Regions from separate parts of the Sus scrofa genome. Here region 2 is linked to region 1. Evidence: chromatin contacts called from public promoter capture Hi-C data. All regions are on one chromosome and are shown on one strand. Each heading gives the region's core, a stretch centred on a gene start, on an enhancer-like site or on the middle of the called end of the contact. The rest is flanking DNA. Distances are from core to core; before and after follow the strand shown. Region 1 holds the start of MASTL (serine/threonine-protein kinase greatwall). Region 2 holds the start of PDSS1 (decaprenyl-diphosphate synthase subunit 1).

What was found. Promoter capture Hi-C pulls out the DNA fragments that hold promoters and counts their contacts.
Region 2: a promoter capture Hi-C map of liver shows a contact between it and region 1, with 3 times the contacts expected there. The contact joins the promoter of PDSS1 here to the promoter of MASTL in region 1. A contact is called at or near these places in 1 of 5 promoter capture datasets (liver) and 1 of 2 datasets of contacts at active chromatin or transcription factors (alveolar macrophages).

Annotation. Positions count from the first base shown.
Region 1 is chr10:48,852,180-48,859,429 of Sscrofa11.1, reverse strand. MASTL (serine/threonine-protein kinase greatwall) reads right to left here and starts at 3,535. Exons shown (of 13, transcript XM_021064881.1): 1 at 3,103-3,535; 2 at 575-712. The coding sequence starts at 3,288. YME1L1 (ATP-dependent zinc metalloprotease YME1L1) reads left to right here and starts at 4,202. Exons shown (of 19, transcript XM_021064882.1): 1 at 4,202-4,432. The coding sequence starts at 4,400.
Region 2 is chr10:49,116,665-49,123,914 of Sscrofa11.1, reverse strand. It overlaps PDSS1 (decaprenyl-diphosphate synthase subunit 1), which reads left to right and starts at 3,522. Exons shown (of 12, transcript XM_005668142.3): 1 at 3,522-3,729. The coding sequence starts at 3,595.

The DNA.
Region 1 (7,250 bases), core at 2,286-4,785:
AAAAAGGATATAAATATTGCAAAAGAAAACCAATATGACTACTTTAAAAATATGTTATTTGATGGAGCTCCTGCTGTGGTACAGCGGGTTAAGAATCCAACTACAGCCACATGGGTCACTGCAGAGGTACAAGTTTGATCCTAGGCCTGGTGCAGTGGGTAAAAGGAACCAGAGTTGCTGCAGCTGTGGTGTAGGTAGCAGTTGTGGCTCAGACTCAATCCCTGGCCAGAGAACTTCCATATATCGTGGGTATAGCCATAAACTTTTTTAAAAACGTTGAACATTACAGTTATGCCTTTTTAGCATGGTTCTGTCTAACACAACCGTGTAAAGCAATTTCTTAAAATAAACCTCTCCCCCGATACGAAACACACACCACTTACTGTTTTTTTTTTTTCCTCTGAAGAACCCTAACGAATAGAACAGGTAAGGTACTTGGTCAAGGTCATAAAGCTAGTAAATACAAGAGCTAGAATTCAAACCCAGTACTATGAACCCAGAGACTGTAATTCTTAAGTCATTTGGGTTCAGTGATTCCTGAATGAACAAAAGAAAAAGCCAAGTTATTACTCACCAAGTATACATTGTTTGCTGACTGTAGTGAATAGTACAAATGAACAATGAAAGGACTTTTGCTTAGGGCCAGTGCATCCCTCTCAGCTTGTACTTGATGAGTCATATTTTTGTTGATCATGTCTGCTTTTTTGACAACCTGTAGGACATAGCATGACAAAAGACACATCCATTTTATTTATTTATTTTGTCTTTTTAGGGCTGCACCCACAGCATATGGAGCTTCCCAGGCTAGGGGTCTAATCAGAGCTACAGCTGCTGGCCTACACCAGAGCCATAGCAACGCAGGATCCAAACTGTGTCTTCCACCTACACCACAGTTCGCAGCAACGCCAGATCCTTAACCCGCTGAGCGAGGCCAGGATTGAACCTGCATCTCATGGTTCCTAGTTGGATTTGTTTCTGCTGTGCTAGGACGGGAACTCCCCATTTTATTTTTGACACAAAATGTTCTCAGGTTTCCAAGATGCCATCATGAAAAGAGCCAGAGAGAGAGAATACATAGTTGTTGTTTGGACTTACACTGCCAGCAGGAAACTCTGCCAGAAAAATAGCTAATATGGGAGTTCCTGCTGTGGCACCCTGGGATCGGCAGCATCGGTGGCTTCTTGGGAGCACTGAGATGCAGGTTTGATCCCTGGGCTGGCACAGTGGGTTAAGGATCTGGTGTTGCCTAAGCTACTGCTTAGGTTGAAACTCAGATCTGATCCCTGGCCAGGGAACTCCATTTGCCTTGGGGCAGTCAAAAAAAGGGGGGAAAAGAGCTAATACGGTGAAAACAAAATAAAACTTTTAACACAGAACTGCTTATCTTGGTATCAAGTGGCAAAAGTATCACATCCCTTTTCAGAGGAAGAAGACATAAACAAATGCTCCCTGCCTGACTACCCTACTAGTAGAAAAAAATTCTTTTCTGTTGTTCTTACAACTAAGTCAAAGGATAGTAATGTTCCTAATAAAACCCAAATAATCAGGAACATAGGCAAAGAGAAATAGTAGCTAATATTATTTTTAAAATTTAAAAAAAATTTTTTGATTCTTGGATGTTTGTAGATAGAATCAGAAAGAAGGATGTAAGATAGTTTGCTCAGGAAAAAAAATTCTTTTTTTTTTTTTTTTTGTCTTTTCTTGGGCCGCTGCCGCGGGCATATGGAGGTTCCCAGGCTAGCGGTCCAATCCGAGCTGTAGCCGCCGGCCTACGCCAGAGCCACAGCAACGCAAGATCCGAGCCGCGTCTGCAACCTACACCACAGCTCAGGGCAACGCCGGATCATTAACCCATTGAGCAAGGGCAGGGATCGAACCCGAAACCTCATGGTTCCTAGTCGGATTTGTTAACCACTGCGCCACGACGGGAACTCCAGGAAAAAAAATTCTTAAAAATGATTAGAACTACCAAACTTAGTCTCAGATGCTGTATTACAGAAAATAACTAATTACTCCTTATAAGTGTCAAGGAAATTAGTATAGAAGCAAAACTATACCTTAAAATTGGAGCGCTAAACTGAATAATTATGTTATTTTGTCTTTTAAGGGCTACACCAGAAACATATGGAAGTTCCCAGGCTAGGGATGGAAACAGAGAGGCAGCTGCCGCTCTACAGCACAGCCACAGCAACGCCAGATCTGAGCCATATCTGAGACCTACACTACAGCTCACAGCAACTGGGGATCTTTAATCCACTGAGAGAGGCCAGGGATAGAATCTGCATACCCATGGATACTAGTCGGTTTCGGTTTTGTTACCGCTGAGCCAAAATGGGAACTCTACATTGAAAGCTCTTGAATGCTTCTGAAAGGATATATACTATTCCAAGGACAAAGGAGTATTTAGGACCTATTTCAGCTTAGTCTTTAAATAAAAGTACCGTGGAGATTTATAATGAAATGTTTGAAGAGGAAAGCCCGGTTTGTTTAATGAGGTCTTTAGGATATTTAGGTCAGAGGTTAATCTATTTCACAGGATGGTGACTACAGTTAACAATACTGCATCGTATATTTGAAAGCTGCTGAGAGAGATCTTAAAAGTTCTCATTACAAGAAAAAAAAAATTGTAGCTGGGTTGTAACGTTTGTTAACTAGATTTACCGTGTTGATCATTTCACTATGTAGACAAATAATGAGTCATTATCTTGTACACCTGAAACTAATATATGTCAAATACATCTCGATACAAAAGAAATGAGTCTACATCAAACTGATGTAATTAAAATATAATTTGGAAATACCGGTTTCAAACTTAAAGTTTCAACCTTAATCCTGGTAAAAACTTAATTACTAGTAAAAAGGATTCCAAAATTCTGGCGTCTCCTAAACCTTCACTGTGTGAAGGGAAGGGCGGGGCAGAGGCATCACAGACTTGCCCGCGCTGCCAGCCAAGTGAGAAATCATCTCGCAGGGCTCCGAAGGCTTTGGCAAGCCAAGCACCCAGTCTAGTCGCTCCGGCGGCCCTGGGACCTGCCCGATTCACGGGGCAGGAAGGAGGGCCGAAGGGCCAGACTCTTGTTTTCTTTATTCTTTGACTCTTACCTTCACCGCATACAACCTGTCGCCTTTCTGCCCCAGATACACCTTCCCGAAGGCGCCACGGCTGATGGGCTTCACTATGGTAAACTCCTCAATGGATGGAGGTCTGGGCACCGGGATCCTAGTCACACACGCCCCAGTTGCCGCGCCTCCTCCGCTCTCCATTTCGCTGCCCGCGGTGGGCTCCATTGCAGGCCCCCCAGGATGCAAGACCGCAGCAGCGCCTAAGGCCCCTGCTAGAGCCGCAACTCCCGCCAATTGGGTTCAAAGTAAGGCTCCGCCCAAGCCGCGCGCCGGCCGTGACGTCATCCCGTCACCGCTCCCACTCTCGCCAAGCCCAGCGCGGCCTCGCTCCAGTCACCGCCCCTGCGTCGATGCGTGAGCCTTTGGGCGTGAGGGCGGGGCAGCTGAGAAATTCCTGAGCAACCACTGACTCTTCCAGAGTGGTCGCGGTCCACTTATTTTATTTGTGATGACTCCGGAGGGCAAAATTATTGAGAGCAGGGAGAAGAGAGCATGGGAGCCTGAATCTGAATCGCAAGATTTAAGTTTTCTCCCGCCTTCCATCTGGTGGGACCCTGCTCTCATCCCGCTTAAGAAAAAAAAAAAAATCCTAAGAACTACCACCCGCGGAAGAAACGTAAACCAGTTCGGTCTCGTCAGTAATACCAGGCCAGTGACAACACAGAATGTGGAGAAACTGGATGAGCAGGAAGCCCATGACTGCCCTGTAATTTGACATTTTAACAGAATGTATGTAACTTGCCTTTCTGAAGCAGGATGAGTTTTTGATTTATTGTGGGCAAGATAAGGAGGACTAAATTGTAACAAAAGCGCTTATGGCTCGAGGCCCAGTCAGAACAGAATATATTGGAAGTATTGATAAGGAAGCTGGAGAAAGATTTGACAGGGTTGATGCCACTCCCCCTTAAAAAGAAAACTACAGCCACATAGCCTTGGGGACCCGGCGCGTGTCTAACTCAGTGTGAACATGAACTACTTTGGGGGCGTCAGCTGCGGCGGGGGAAACTCAGGTCCCTGAAAAGGCCTAAAGTTGACGCACGACTCGGGGAGGGGGCCTCGTCTGCCCCGGAAGTACTGTTGCGTTAGCGCCTTGCCTTCCGGGGCACAGTGCTTGTCGTTGTAGCAGCTGTGGGAAGGGGAGGCCATCTTCCATTTCTAGGAAGAGTAAGGGCGAGGGGAGAGTGAAGGTGGTGAAGGGCTCAGCGCCTCCCCGCCAGGCGGTGGCCTAGAGGAGCAGTTTCGGCAGGCGGGTGAGGTCGCTGAGGGCCCGGAAAAGATGTTTTCCCTGTCGAGTACCGTGCAGCCCCAGGTAGGTCCGGCATCCAGTCGGTTTTTCTTCCTTTCTGCCCGCGGCTGTTTGCCTTTTGCGTTTGCTGGAAGCGGTTTCTCTTAAGGGGTCGTAGGAAAGAAGCGATTAACCTAGTTGGACTCCTGAGGTTGAAAAGGGCTCGGGGCCACGCTGTAAAGGATTGACGAGGAAATAGAGGCATAATACGAGCGTGATGGAGACATTGGTTTTTCGACTTGATTGCGTGGAATTTTTGCTAGAGAATCCATCAGGCTTTGTTGAGTGCTGGACATTCTGGGGTGGGCGGGGGTAGGGAGACGTCTTTGTCACAGACGTAAAGAGCGCACGAAATAAACTCTTCAAAGACTTTGGTATTAACAATTCTATTCTCTGTTCTTTCTTTTAAAGGAATTTAAACATATTATAAAATTTTGAATAATCTACGTTTTCTTTTGATCAAATGTGACTAATAAGTATATATTTACAAGTTATTCACTGCTTTCAGTTAATATTTTGATTCAGCCTCCTCTCGGTGTTTTAGTTTATAAAGCAAAAGGGCAGAGAAAAAAATGCCGAGCATTTGAGTTTTTATTTTTTATTTATTTTTTTAATATATATTCTGGGTTTTGGGTTTTTTGGCTTTTTTCTTTTTTCTTTTTTTCTTTTTTTTCTTTAAGGGCCGTACACGCGGCATATGGAGGTTCCCAGGCTAGGGGTCTAATCGGAGCTGTAACTGCAGGCCTGTGGCAGAGCCACAGCAACGCCAGATCCAAGCCTCTCTGCAATCTACATCACAGCTCAGGGCAACTCTGGATCCTTAACCCACTGAGCAGGGCCAGGGGTCGAACCCAAGTCCTCATGGTTCCTAGTCGGATTCGTTTCCGCTGTGCCACGATGGGAACTCCTTGGATTTTTAATTATCTTCTTTCAGGGGTAATCACTTGTGACAGTGTTTTATTCTTAGTTCAATTAAAAATCTTTTTTGGATGATAACGTTGAGATTTTTTTCTTTGAGAGTTCTTCCCTGCTTTGCAAATAAACATTTTTTGAAAACATTCAGTTTTAAAAATAATTTTAGAGACTCTAGTTCCTTAAGCTTATTATTATGTCCCTTTGTGTAATTTCTACCCCTTTGTTTTTCTTTTTTGCTAGTACTGACTGGATAATAGAAAATGAAGTGGTTAGTTATTTACTGGCGTGTGTTAGGTGAACAAAGCAGATGCAGAATCTTAATAATGCTATGAAATGAAACAGGAGTAGGAGTTAGCCAAGTGAATTGTTAATAGAAGTGAACTGGTAGAATATCTGGGGATAACAGCCTAGCTGATCAGAAGGAGGAGAATAAGGCTAGTGTGGCTAGAGCAAGGTGATTAAAGCGCTAATGATAGAAAAATAGTTGGGGATAAGACTTGACGCAGATCACACCAGGAGTTATAATAAGGGATTTTGGATTTCATTTTAAGTTTTTTGTTTGTTTGTTTTGCTTTTTAGGGCCGTACCTGAGGCATATGGAAGTTCCCAGGCTAGGGGTCCAAATTGGAGCTGCAGCTGCCAGCCACAGCAACTCGGGATCCAAGTCACATCTGCGACCTACACAGCAGCTTTCAGGGATCTAACCCGAGTCCTCAAGGATAGTAGTCAGATTGTTTTTGCTGAGCCACAGTGGAAACTCCAGGATTGCAATTTAAATTTGTTGGAACTGGGTGTTCCCGTCATGGCGAAGCAGAAACGCATCTGACTAGGAACAATGGGGTTGGGGGTTCGATCCCTGAACTCGAATAGTGGGTTAAGGATCACAGCATTGCTGTGGCTGTGGTGTAGGCCAGTGGCTATAGCTTTGATTAGATCCCTGGCCTGGGAACCTCCATATGTGGCCCTAAAAAGACAGAAAGACCAAAATAAATAAATAAATAAATTTGTTGGAAACCATTGAATGCTTTTAAGCATGTTAAGAACTAACATGAGGAGTTCCCATCATGGTGCAGTGAAACAATCCGACTAGGAACCATGAAGTTGTGTGTTGGTGTTGCTGTGAGCTGTAAGTAACATGAGATTTACATTTGAGTAGTATGGAGAGTATGAAAGGATAAGAGTGGAAGTGTTTTCCGTTGAGGATGTTATTGCACTAATACAGAGAGTGATAATGCACCACTAAGGAGTGGCAATAATTATGGAAGGAAGGGGTGTTATCTTGAAAAAATGGAATTTTATGAGGTATTGGAGATGAAGGATGATGGAGAGAGGTGTTTCTGGTTTGATCAACTGGATGCAGGAAGGTGGTATTTACCAATGTGACAGTGTCTGGAGGAGTCTTACCAGTTGTTTGAAAAAGGATATGACTAGGCTTGCTGAATACAACGTTAAATCTTTTGAAGCTGAACATAAGGAAGTTTATGTCAGGAAGACCCAGTTTTAGGAGAACTTATCATTGGCTGAATGGAGTTAGTATTATGTGATGTTTGTAGAGATAGGGAAGAAATTTTTTGTTTACTGTCAGCAGTCCAGACTGGGCTTATGTGGGACCCTTATGCATTTTATGCTGTGAAGGATGGTAAACACATCAGTATACTGATGCTTAATTGGTCAGTACCCTTGAATTTAAATTTTATGACACATAGTGTCAATGTTTTCATTAAGAAGAGGTCAAACCATCTTTTAGTGATTTAAATTCTTGATTGAATGAGAAGAGATAATGAAAACTTTTCACAGATAGATATAGGCAAAAAAAACATGTATCTTAAAATAATTCAATTCCTGTCATTTCAAAAGAGCTTATTCTTTCTTTCTGACTCTAAAAATAATACATTCTCATTGCCAAAAATGCTAAAAAGAAAAATAT
Region 2 (7,250 bases), core at 2,273-4,772, 260 kb before region 1:
ATCAACAGAGAAAGGTAGCATCAGATCAGTTTGTTCAACTGTTTAGAATAACTCCTATTTATTCCACCCAAGCCTAGGTGAACTATATGTCAGTTATAACAGAAGCAAGAGAATTCTTTTATTTTCTCCATATGAGTTAAAAACTCAAATGTGGGTCAGATTTAGCTCTTCATGCTTTCCCCAAGCAGATGTTGAATAAGGCAGCAACATGGGAAACAAATGGGTAGTTAACCATAAAACAGATTTTATTTTTATTTTATTTTATTTATGTATTTATTATTATTATTTTTTTTTTTGGTCTTTTTGTCTTTTCTAGGGCTGCTCCCGCGGCATATGGAGGTTCCCAGGCTAGGGGTCCAATCAGAGCTGTAGCCACAGGCCTAGGCCAGAGCCACAGCAATGCAGGATCCGAGCCGCATCTGCAACCTACACCACAGCTCACGGCAACGCAGGATCCTTAACCCACTGAGCAGGGGCAGGGACCGAACCTGCAACCTCATGGTTCCTAGTTGGATTCGTTAACCACTGTGCCACGACAGGAACTCCTCATAAAACAGATTTTAGTATCAAGAAAACCTGGCTGTATGATTAGGAATAGAAGATCCAATAGCATATTTTCTTCTCCTTTAGGAGTGCCTCTGTGTGGAAACTGCCTAATTATATAATTAATGCATTTTCTGTTATGATTGTCTAAAAGTTTAGTAGAGCGTGGGCAGTATATAATGTCTCATTAATACTTATGATTTTGTAGTGATTGACTCACATTTTGGCAAGGTAGCTGATCAGTTAATACCTGTGATCCCTGACAATGGAACAAAAAAGGCTAATTGCTTCAGAAGTACGAAATCTCACTCTTATGAAGCTTTAGCCAACTAAAACCTCAGAGAAAATTCTAAATGTATGTTACCTTTTATCTTAATATCTCAGAGAAATTGGTAATGGAAGTAAGAGCCCAGGAGCTAAATGTCATAAACTAAAACCTCAGAGAAAATTCTAAATGTATATTACCTTTTATCTTAATATCTCAGAGAAATTGGTAATAGAAATAAGAGCCCAGGAGTTCCATATGCCTCGGGGTAGCCAAAAAAATGAAAAAAAAAATTGCTAACATTTCAGTGCATCTATGTTTGAATCTCTTCTCTCAGTAAATATTCTTAGCACAGTTATGTTGATAATTCACCTGTTGGTTATCTAATAATCAGGATGATAAATTTTTATGCAGTACTATGAAACAAGACATGGTTAATACCCATATAGTATTATATATAAAATCTCCCCTTGACTTGGGAGTCCTAACTAGATAATGTTTGAATAATATCATTATCCTAACTTGGTCCTAACTAGATAATGTTTTGAATAGTACCACCATTATGCAAAGAAAATGTCTTCAGGTGTTCCCATCATGGCTCAGTAGTAATGAACCCAACTGGTATCCATACGGACATGGGTTCAATCCCTGCTTTGCTCAGTGGTTTAAGGATCTGGCATTGCTGTGATTGTGGCATAGGCCAGCAGCTACAGCTCGGATTCAAACCCTAGCCTGGGAACATCCATATGCCACAGGCACCGCAAAAGAGAGAGAGAGAAGGGAAAAAAGAAAGCTCCCAGGCTAGGGGTCGAATCAGAGCTACAGCTGCCAGCCTATACCACAACCACAGCAACTAAGGATCTGAGCTGCACCTGCCACCTACACCATAGCTCACAGGAACACAAGATCCTTAACTCACCGACTGAGGCCAGGGATCAAACCCACATCCTCATGAATACTAGTTGGATTCATGTCTGCTGCACCACAATGAGAACTCCCAGGGTAAACAATTCTTAAGCGAAAATGGCTTAATAGAATCAGGTGGTGCTCTATCCACCAACTAGAGTATGGGCAAGACATTTAATTCCTCCATATATTCCCTACATATAAAAGACGACAAATGATAATACCTAAGTCACAGGATTGTTGCAAGTACAGTATAACTGTTTACTGCTACATTCTATTTTGGCAAATGCCACCTGTTGGATATTTCTTAATATATAAACCTAGATCAAGATAAGCCACAACAACCTTTACTTGTAACGCACCTGACATATCTTTTACATAATATTCTGCAGGATGGGAGAAAAAATCCTCAATAAAATTAACTTTTAAAAAACTTATATGCTTTTATTCTGTAAAAAAAATACTTTGGGGAGTTCCCGTCGTGGCGCAGTGGTTAACGAATCCGACTAGGAACCATGAGGTTGCGGGTTCGGTCCCTGCCCCTGCTCAGTGGGTTAACGATCCTGCGTTGCCGTGAGCTGTGGTGTAGGTTGCAGATGCGGCTCGGATCCTGCGTTGCTGTGGCTCTGGCCTAGGCCAGTGGCTACAGCTCCGATTCGATCCCTAGCCTGGGAACCTCCATATGCCGCAGGTGCGGCCCAAAGAAATAGCAAAAAAAAGACAAAAAAAAAAAATACTTTGAAGATAAGTGTAAAAATAATGTGCTCAGCAATACGAGCACTTTCATTCTTTAATGCAAAATGCGTGAGTCGAAAGAAAAAAAAATATTGGAGAATCATGGTTGCCTTTTTATTGGACTATTTTCTCATAAGAGTGAATTGTTTGAGGACAGAGTAAGTTTCTTCTATATCTGTATCCTTAGTGCTTACACTTTGTCTCCTTGTGTACACGTACTGAATGATTATATCACAACTTCTGTTATAAATACGCTCTCTCAGTACCACGAGGAGATCTGACCATAGAATAAAGGAAAGGTCTTTCTAACTCATAGAGGGTATTAATCCTGTCCATTCTCCAGTATTCCCTGGGATGGTTACAAATAGATTCACCATTACCAAATATTAAAGAACTTCACACAGCTTGGTACACACCCGAAAGGTACTCAAATCTAGATGTGCCTAAGACTGCCAAACTAGGCTACACTATACCTAAAAGGTTTTCAGAGGAGAGAATCCAAAAGTGGAGAGATGGGGCTAATCTAGCTTCTCTTTCACAAGAACCCTGTCGGGGGGGGGTGTTGACTTATTACTGGAAAGACGCAAAAGGCTGTCACTTTCAAGGCCAGGTCGCCACGAAAAGCAAACGAAGGCGTGACAGGTGCCAGTTAAGAGAAGCAGCAGCAGAAACTGGAGCCACTGGATTAGCAAAATGGGAATTAGATTCTTTACGTCCTATTTCCACCTAAACACGCAAAAGCAAAGTTAGCCCCATTTCGGCATACGCCTTGTGTTATTTTTGACTGACTGCGGGTCCTCCAGGTTGCATTTTTGCGGTGACTACTTGAACACCGGTTGGGCGGGGTCGGAAGAGGCCACTCCCCGAGAAGAAGATCACGCTGGTTTTTCCCAGGCTGGCGCGGCGTCAAGGGATCCAGCCGCCCCGGCGCCGCCACACGCGAGCCCCTCTGCGGCCACCCCTCCAGCTCCTCTGCGGGAAGCGCAGGGAACGCTGGGCGGACCGCGACCCCTTGGTGGCGAAGGGGCGGGGCGAGCGGGGCAGAAGCTCTTCCGGTGCTGGACTTCCGGCTCCGGGTCCCCGGAGGAGGGGCCACTGGGCCAGAGGCGGAGCTGCCGCCCAGCCGCGACTTTCAGACTCGGACCATGGCCTCGTGCTGGTGGCGGTGGCGGCGCGGCTGCTTCTGGAGGCCGGCGGCACGGAGCCCTGGGCCTGGCTCTCCCGGCCATGCGGGGCCGTCTGGGCAGCGCGCCGCCGCTGCCGCTGTTGCCCGTGCGCAGGTGAGGCCGGGGAGCGCGTGCGGCGGCCGGGCGCAGAGGTCACGGCGCCAATGACAGCAGCAGGGCGGAATGAATGGGCGCGTGTTGCACGAGTGACGCGCGGGGGCTAGGGGGCTGGGGTGGAACGCGACCCCGGGCTGGAAGGGCCTTGGGGAAAGGACCGAGCTGAGGGCTGGGTGCCCGGTTTCTGCCTCAATAGGATTATCCCGCGCAGAGCTTCGGAGAGTTGTTCTGGGGACCGGGGAGCACCTAGGGTGTGGCGAAGGGGCTGTGAGGAGCCAGGTCCCGGGGGAAACGCAGGCAGTTGCTCTGTGTCTCTTGAGGTACCGGCAGAGTAAAGCGTGAAGAGCGTCCGCAGTTGTTTCGAGTTACAGCCAGGGCTTCGGAGCACCGAAACTTAACTGGGATTTCAGAGCAGAAGGTGCTCTGAACGCTCAGAGGTACGAAGGACCGGGGTAGCCTCAGAATAGGCGACTTGTGGAAGACTGGTTTCACCTGTGCTGTGGTTGATTCGGAGGGAAGGCACACCTTGACCAGGTGGAAGGACACGGGTAGGAGAAGAGTGAGGATGCCGTAAACAGAGAAACCTTGACCTTTAAATCGACCTTTGACTTCCTGAAACAGAGTCAGAATCTGAGCACCAACCATGCCTCCTTGACGCTCTCCCCTGCTGCCTTTGGACTCCATCTCGTTTTTCTCCCTTTCCGGTCAGTTTAGCTCCTGTGTGTTGATAAGTTTCTATGGTTCTGTGAGTCCTTTTCGCGCTTTGTAGTGATAAACTCTCAACGTGCACTAGGCTAGGCTCGTACTGTTCAGCCTAACAACGTAAACTTTGTGGACTCACCTTTTTAGAGACTTCTCCGGTCACCGAAATTATGTATATAATTGTGTAATAGTTGTATGTGCTCACCTCTCATATATAAGGCTAATTTATTTTGAAGTTTGAATTTAGAACTCTTGTTTCATTCGGATTTCGCTGTACCCCATCAGACACTGTTTCACATATAGGAAATATGTAGCATTTCTAAATGTCTACTTATGGATACATATCTCAACTTATGGAAAATAGACATTTGGAGAGAGAATGACAGGTAGTCTAGTCTATGGACTAGACAGTAAAGGGAGACAATGGGGAAAAGAGAACCTACTGAGATCCATTTCAATACTGTCCTAGCAAGCCTTCAAATATCTCTGGTACCACAGATGAGGACATTATTTGGAGAGATGGACACCCCATTGATGCCACTGGAAACTTCTTGTCTTTGACTCTCTCTCTCTTTTTTTTTTTTTTTTTTTTGATTCCATGCCCATTAAACAATTATCTCAGACAGGGTACTTTCCTGGAGAAAAAAATGTGCTCTCTCTCTGACTTGACCGAAAGGAGAGTTTGTGCTGATGACACCAATACCGGATATTTCTGATTGGTGTGTCGATGGTTTTTTTTTTTTTTTTTTTTTTTTTTTTGAGAGTTAAGTTTTATTTGGGGTGAAATTAGGACTTGAGCCCGGGAGACAGCATCTCAGGTAACCCTGAGAAACCACTTCCATCAATGGTATTTTTCGTTATAGATTAATACATTGGAGTTCCCGTCATGGCTCAGTGGAAAGGAATATGACTAGCATCCATGAGGATGCAGGTTCCATCCCTGGCCTTGCTCAGTGGGTTGAGGATCCAGAGTTGCCGTGAGCTGTGGTGTAGGTCGCAGACACCACTCGGATATCGAGTTGCTGTGGCATAGGCTGGTATCTACAGTTCTGGTTCAGCTGCTAGCCTGGGAACCTCCATATACCATGGGTGCAGCCCTAAAAGACAAAAAAAAAAAAAAAAAGAAAGAAAAGAAAAAGAAACTGTAACACATTCTGCCTCAGGCATGTGTTTGGACTAATTCAAGTCTCTTAAGGGCCAGATAGTCCTTGCAAAGAGCAACAACAGTAAAGCTACACCAAGCTCTGCCAACAAGCTCCACGCTTCCTGACATTTGTATGTTTTCTCATCCTCCATTGATAGCGTCCACATGTCTTGTAATAGGACAGAAACCAATGTGCATTTGATTGTACCAAATCACTTGTCAGTCTGTCTTGATTCTTACTCAGCATTTTATCTCTCTCTCTCTTTTAAAAAATATTATGGCCACATCCACAGCATATGGAAGTTCCTGGGACAGGGATTAAGTCTGATCCACAGCTGTGACAAGTCTGAATCCTTTAACCCACTGCTCCCGGCCAAGGATCAAACCCACAGCTCCATAGCAAGACAAGCCACTGCAGTTGGATTCTTAACCAATGAGCCATGGTGGGAACTGCATTTTCTCTCTTTAAAAAAATTAGTGTGGCAAGCAAGGTTTGTTTTCAGGGAGAGTTTGTGATGGAAAAGCCTAAAGCAGAATGGGGAAATGATGGTTGCCCACTAGTAGTGGCAAGCTAATGACTCTAGTTGAAGTCCCTTTGAATACTTTTCTGCTCTTCTCATCTTGGAAACTATTGCCCCAAGGTACTTGTAAAGCAGAAAATAGCTTGATTGACTACATGACGTGTTAAATGTACACATCTAAGAGCCTTTTGCATACTCTCTAAGTTGCAGCATCTCTGCCAGTAGATACTGTCAGAAAGATATTACCAGGTAACAGACAGGAAATGTTGGAATCTGAGTTAAGATGTACTTTCTGGAGTCCCCGTCATGGCACAGTGAAAACAAATCCGACTAGGAACCATGAGGTTTCGGGTTCAATCCCTGGCCTCACTCAGTGGGTTAAGGATGTGGCATTGCCGTGAGCTGTGGCGTAGGTTGCAGGTGGGCTCGGATCTGGTGTTGCTGTGGCTGTGGTGTAGTCCAACAGCTGCAGCTTCGATTCAACCCTTAGCCTAGGAACTTGCATATCCTGTGGGTGCAGCCCTAAAAAAGACCCAAAAATAAATAAATAAAACTACTAATTTTTGAAATGACCATGTCCCTGAATTCTTCAAGAGTGGCTGTCTTTATCTTTGGGTCCCCAGTGCTGGTCACAATTCCTGGCCCATAATAATGCACAGTAATTGTTGGAACTACTATTTGACTTCACCATCTCTGAGTCTTTTTAAAAGTAGTCTTTTGTGGAGTTCCTGTCCTGGCGCAGCGGAATCAAATCCAACTAGGAACAATGAGGTTGTGGGTTTGATCCCTGGCCTCACTCAGTGGGTTAAGAATGTATCGTTGCCATGAGCTGTGGTGTGGGTTGCAGACATGGCTTGGATCTGGCATTGCTGTGACTATGGCGTAGGCCAGCCCCTATAGCTCTGATTCAACCCCTAGCCTGGGAACCTCCATATGCTGTGGGTGTGGCCCTAAAAAGCCAAAAAAAAAAAAAAAGTAGTCTTTTGTTCTAATAATAACAAGATGTGATGCTGAGCTTGCTTGTTTGTTAACATTACTTTTTAAGAAGTGCCGTTTCCAGGTATGTTTAGGAACAATAACTTAAAATAGGCAGTGTCTGTGTAACCGTAAATTCCTTCCTATACATCGAATTCCTTTCTTTTTCATCATCT